Regions from separate parts of the Mus musculus genome. Here region 1 is linked to region 2. The links are chromatin contacts, called in public Hi-C maps. All regions are on one chromosome and are shown on one strand. Each heading gives the region's core, a stretch centred on a gene start, on an enhancer-like site or on the middle of the called end of the contact. The rest is flanking DNA. Distances are from core to core; before and after follow the strand shown. Region 1 overlaps Maml1 (mastermind like transcriptional coactivator 1). Region 2 holds the start of Cby3 (chibby family member 3).

Region 1 (2,700 bases), core at 127-2,626, 82 kb before region 2:
CAGCCCACATTGTTTTCTTTTAGGAAGAGAACAGGTTTATCAAGTACACTGGTACTGCCTGCCTCCATTGTCCTTAAGTGTTTACTGTGAATTCATTTTAGATTAAGAGGAAACTACAAAAGTAGTATGGAAAGGCCACTCTGTCCAGCAGTCTCTCCCCTTTCTCTTTTAAACTAGCTCATGTAGCCCAGGCTGGCCTTGAAGTTCTTTTAGCTGAGGGTGACTCAACCAACAGAGACACATTCTCAGATCCTGAAGTAGTGTAACTAATGTCTGAAAGATGAGAAGGCCTTATGAGTGGGGAAGGAACTATTTTAGTTAGGCTGAAGACAACTTGGAAGGTTTAGTTTACTTAAAAGAAGTAGGGCTTTCTAGCAAGTTCGAATGCCTTTTTATCATCTTCTTCCTCTTCCTCCTCGATGAGGAACAAGGTGAGTTTCATCTCACCCATGAAGAAATGGCTGTGGGATTCCCACGTCATATCTAGGAACAGTGAGTGATACTGACTGTGTGCTGTGGAGAGAGACATTAGCAGGACATGGCTGGAACATTAATAGCACACCTTATCACTCAGGAAAAGGGAAGCAAGCAAGAGGACAGAAGAAAACAGAGCATAAAGGAGAAAGGCAGGCCAAATACAACAGAAAGGTAAGCACTGTACATGAGCAGCAGACCAGCAATTAGAGGGTCCCTGGTTAAATTCCCTAAGCAGAAGTTACCAGGTGAGGAGGCATAAAGGGTGAGCATGGAGAGCTAATTCCTTCTCAAACTCAGTTTGAAAGGTAGACAGACTGAGTGGTTGCCAGGGACTGAAAGGAGAAGGAAGGAAGGAGGAGGAGGAGGAGGGGGGCTGTAGAAGAGAGGAAGAGCTGAAGGAGATGTAGCATTTCTTACTAGGAACACGTTCTGTAAGTGACGTACAACTGCTCAACTCTATGAATAGACTAGCATGCCCACTGAACTAGGTATCTAAAATGGGAGAATGAGGCAGCATGTGACTACTATCACACTAAAGCTCTTATTTAAAACCGAGGGAGGGGCAGCTAGATGATTCAGTGAGTAAATATGCCTGCTTCCAAGCCTAACAACCTGAGGTTATTCCCCAGAACCCTGGAAGTGCCTTCTGACCCACACACATGCAGCATGTGGGGGTGGGGTGTGTGTGTGTGTGTGTGTGTGTAGAGGCCTGAGGTTGAATTCAGGTATCTTTCTCAATCACTGACCACCTTATCCACTGAGCCAGGGTCTCTCAGGTGACTCCAGACTTCAGTACTCTGACAAGTCCAGCTAAGTGCCCTCGCCCATCTGTCTCTGCTCCACAGTGAGCCCCCACGCTCACCCAGCATGGACTGTGTGCTAGGGAAGCAAATTCAGCTCCTCCCACATGCCCAGCTCATACTTCCTCACTTACCATTGCCCTAGATCCCCTCAGGACTCTGAAGCTCTGTTCAGCTGTCTTCCTGTTTTCTACTGCTGGTGTGGGTCACAAGGGACCCTCTTTCCAGAACTTTGAGATGGCATGACTGACATGGCTCTATTTTACTAACCTAAGTCTGGGCACAGGCACACCCTTTAATGACAGATCATTCCCTGCAGCTGTCAAAATTAAGTTATATAGGTAATTTCCCACTTTATTTTCCTACTGTAATTTCTATTATTCTGATATTGGGACGTCTGCAGTGGTCCTCCAAATTCCACCACCCACCCACCCACCTACCCACCCATCCCCCAATGCCCCAGTTTTTTGAGATAGGGTTTCTCTGTGTAGCCCTGGTTGTACTGGAACTTGCTCTGTAGACCAGACTCCTCAAACTCAAGAGATCCATCTGCCTCTGCTTCTGCCTCTGCCTTCTGGGTACTGGAATTAAAAAGTATGTACCACCATGCCTGCCTCCTTTTCTTCCTTAAAAAAATTGTTTTTTTACATTTGTTTATGTGTTTGTGGGATTGTGTGTGCATGTAGCAAGGCATGTGTGTGGACAACTTGGGGGAGAGTCCAATAGCTCTTTCCCACCATGTGGGCCCTGGAAACTGAACTCAGGTTGTCAAACTTGGCGATATATCCTTATCCACTTTTTCCTTGCCAACTTTTTCCCCTTGGATTTTCCTCTTTTTATTTTTAAGAATTTTTTATTTCTATTTATGTGCGAACATGAATGAATATGTTGGATTGCCTGAAGCTGGAGTCATAGGTGCTTGTGAGCTGCCTGGTATGGGAGCTACAAACCAAACCCAGGTTCTAAGAACAGTACATGTTCTTTTGTTTTGTTTTTGATACACAGTCTTGCTTTATAGCCCAGGCTGGCCTTAATCCTCCTGCTTCTGTACCATGTCTGATTCTCTTTTCAACCTTATTTACTTTATTTATTTATTTAATTTTATTTTTCAAGACAAGATTTCTCTATGTAATGGAGCCCTCCCTGGCTGTCCTGGAACTCAGTTTGTATACCAGGCTGGCCTGGAACTCACAGATTAAAGGCATGCACCACACCCTGAGTATGAATGTTTGCCTGTATGTATGTCTGTGCATCACAAGCATGCAGTCCCATAGGGGCCAGAAGAGGGCATCAGATCACATGGATCTGGAAAAGTAGTTGTGAAGAACCATGTGGTTGCTGGGAATTGAACTTGGATCCTTTGAAGAGCAGCTAAACTGCTGAGCCACTTCTCCTGCCCCCAGGCCTCACTTCTGATATTGTT
Region 2 (2,700 bases), core at 41-2,540:
TACTGTGTGCCACAGCCTATAGGCTGGAGCTGCTCAGGAGACTAAGATGGGAGGAGGATCACTTAGGCCTAGGAGATTTGAGCCAGCTTAGGCTAACAAAGTGAGATCAGGTCTCCAAAAACCCAAGTAAGGGGCCTGAGATGGCTCAGTGAGGGAGGGGCCTGCTGCACAAGCCTGAGACCCTGAGTGCAGAACCCCAGTTCTCATGGGATTGAGTGAGTGTGGCAGCCTGCATCTCTAACCCCAGTGCTGACACGGGACACTGACACACACAATCTGCAGGGTACAGCAATGTCTGTCTGGAACTTAAGGGAGAGACAGAATGAGTAAGATCCCTCTGCCCTATCTTCATTAATACAACACATGACTTTCATAGCTGGCCAGAAGTCGAGTGGTACCCAACTCCCACCTTGTTCACAGAGTGCATCTCTGGGAGCTCTCTCTCACCTTTGATGTCACTACAACTCCAAGAAGACACTTCCCTGGCAAAGGTGGGGGTAGAAGATCCCTACAGCTTTTTGGCCAGCTGGCCTTTTGACTCTGCTAACTCCAGGTTCAGTGAGACTCTGACTCAAAAAATAGGGTGGAAGACCAGGCAGGTTGGTGCACTTTTGATCTCAGCACTCTAAGGCAGAGCAAGTGGATCTCTGTGAGTCTGAGGCCAGCCTGGTCTACAGAGCTAGTTCCAGGATAGCCAGGACTCCATAAAGATACCCTGCCTTTATGTTTATAATAAGTAAACAAACAAGTAAGGTGAAGAGTGATCAAGAAGATACTGGAGGTTAGCTTTTGGCCAGAGGTCACACTACCCATACTCCCACCTTCCACATAGAAGCCAGAAACATATGATTATAATCCGGCTGGAAGGCTAAGGCAGGAAGCAGGCAGATCCCTTTGTTGTTGTTTTGTTTTGTTTTTCCAGATAGGGTTTCTCTGTGTAGCCCTGGCAGCCTTGAACCAGGCTGGCCTCGAACTCTTGAAACCCACCTGCTGCCACTGACTGGCTCAGGAGGATTCTTACTAGCCTGGGCTACAGGGTAACCTGGGCTATCCTGTCTCAAAAGGACCTAAATCAAAACAAAGATTTAAACAAAATGAGGGGTGCGATTTTATGATTGAACGTCTTCCCTCCCCCAGAACAGTGCCTGGAGCACAGTCAATGCTCCGGAAACTTCCCGTAACTGAACACACTTCACTGTCTACACCACCTCTACCCTAGGAGGCCTGGCAGGGAGGCATTGTGAGTCACAGCTGGCAGACAGGTGGGTGCCATAACCCAGAAATGGGGCCAGGCCTGGGACAGCAGCTTGGGCACCGCCACCACATCTTCCAGGTGAGGAACAACTCACAAGGAATGTCAGGAAACAGTCTACTGGGGAAGTTGTAACCTCAAAGATGGATGTGTAGGGACTTCCAGAGACTCGCTCCATGAGTTAAATCAGGGGGTGGGGGAGAACACCTGTCTCTGCCCACCTGCACAATTCTGTTGGGTTTAATGAAGGTGTGGCAAAGGAAACCCGACAGCAGTTTTCACTCCTGCCCTCGATGGCAGGAGAGGTATTTGAAAAACCACACTGTAGAATCAGCACTTTATAGGTGTTGTGAGAAGAGTTAGGAAGCAAGTAAGATGGGTTCTGGTAGTTATCTGGGCTTTAGATTCCTATCAGTAGTTGGCTAGGAACAAAAGTTAACTCTAGTGTGCAGCATTCTAGTTACTTGAAAGCTAAGTATGGGTCTAGGCTAAGGCACCTACCTGTCTGTCCTATGATGTCATTGATTACACTGGATGTTAATACACGCCTTTCCAGCTGGACCAGGAACATCTTGAGGATAGACAAAGGCTGTGCTTGTGGTATCCTCTGTGCAGGCCAGACCTGGCATGGAGCAGGTGCCAGTGCTAGAATGTGCTAGACATCTCACCAGACAGATGCTCTGCCGAGTTCACACTAACCCTGACTTTGCAGCCATCAGCAGCCTCCCTTAAAGAATGACAACCACAATGTTCAATTTCCCTGTACTGTACCGAAAAATGCCCTCTGGCTCACCTTTCTAGCCTACGTTTCTGCTATTCTCGGAACCAATCCTATTTGTCGGCTCTTTCATGCATCTGGAACATGACAGCCCTTTGCCTCACAGCTGTCAGCAAGAAAAGGCCTGTCCTACTTGCTTGGCTACTGATCTCTACTTGTGGCCCCCTACCTGTGGTCTCTTCCAGCATTTCAGAGAACGTGGTTTCTGGGCCTTTACATTATCTCTTTTTTTGTTTGTTTTTCGAGATAGGGTTTCTCTGTGTAGCCCTAGCTGTCCTGGAACTCACTTTGTAGACCAGGCTGGCCTCGAACTCAGAAATCCACCTGCTTCTGCCTCCCAAGTGCTGGGATTAAAGGCATGTGCCATCACTGCCCAGCCCTACATTATCTCTTACACACCTACATCCTAGATAAAGGGTCCCGGGGAGGTAATTTTGGTGAACACGGCTGGTGTGACTATGCAGGAATGGGCTCCCCTACTAGCCTACAACTGCAGAGTCTAGCCTGAGCAGGCCGCTCACAGGCCATTTGCTTTCCAGCAGTGCCACTGGCTCGCCTTCACCATTCCAGAACATCAGGGTTCCAGACACCCGCGCGCCCCGCGTGGCCCACACCACCTTCACCCTGGAGGCCTTTGAGTGCCTGGCGGCGAGCCAAGCGGGCCGCCTGT

What was found. Hi-C and Micro-C count contacts between places; a contact is called where the count stands out from the background.
Region 1: a Hi-C map of bone marrow-derived macrophages shows a contact between it and region 2, with 65 read pairs. The contact joins the enhancer-like site here to the promoter of Cby3 in region 2. A contact is called at or near these places in 20 of 39 promoter capture datasets (the 3T3-L1 cell line, the C10 cell line, the HPC-7 cell line and 12 more), 4 of 15 datasets of contacts at CTCF or cohesin (CD8 T cells, the G1E-ER4 cell line, large pre-B cells and 1 more), 72 of 484 Hi-C or Micro-C datasets (the AML12 cell line, B cells, the BV-2 cell line and 42 more), 11 of 115 datasets of contacts at active chromatin or transcription factors (the HPC-7 cell line, astrocytes, bone marrow-derived dendritic cells and 6 more) and 4 of 9 other capture datasets (adipose tissue, embryonic stem cells, liver and 1 more).

What each region holds. Positions count from the first base shown.
Region 1 is chr11:50,274,670-50,277,369 of GRCm38.p6, forward strand. All of the region lies in intron 1 of Maml1 (mastermind like transcriptional coactivator 1), which reads right to left. Among named protein-coding and RNA genes, the nearest start is that of Maml1, 16 kb to the right of the region's middle. Within about 2 kb of position 1,377, at least 144 of the 459 cell types and tissues checked have an H3K27ac peak or open chromatin away from gene starts, as enhancers often do. A contact at or near this core is called in the AML12 cell line, B cells, the BV-2 cell line and 18 more, where this site is marked.
Region 2 is chr11:50,356,471-50,359,170 of GRCm38.p6, forward strand. It overlaps Cby3 (chibby family member 3), which reads left to right and starts at 1,291. Exons shown (of 2, transcript NM_029691.1): 1 at 1,291-1,333; 2 at 2,570-2,700. Mir804 (microRNA 804) reads right to left here and starts at 1,409; the gene lies at 1,315-1,409.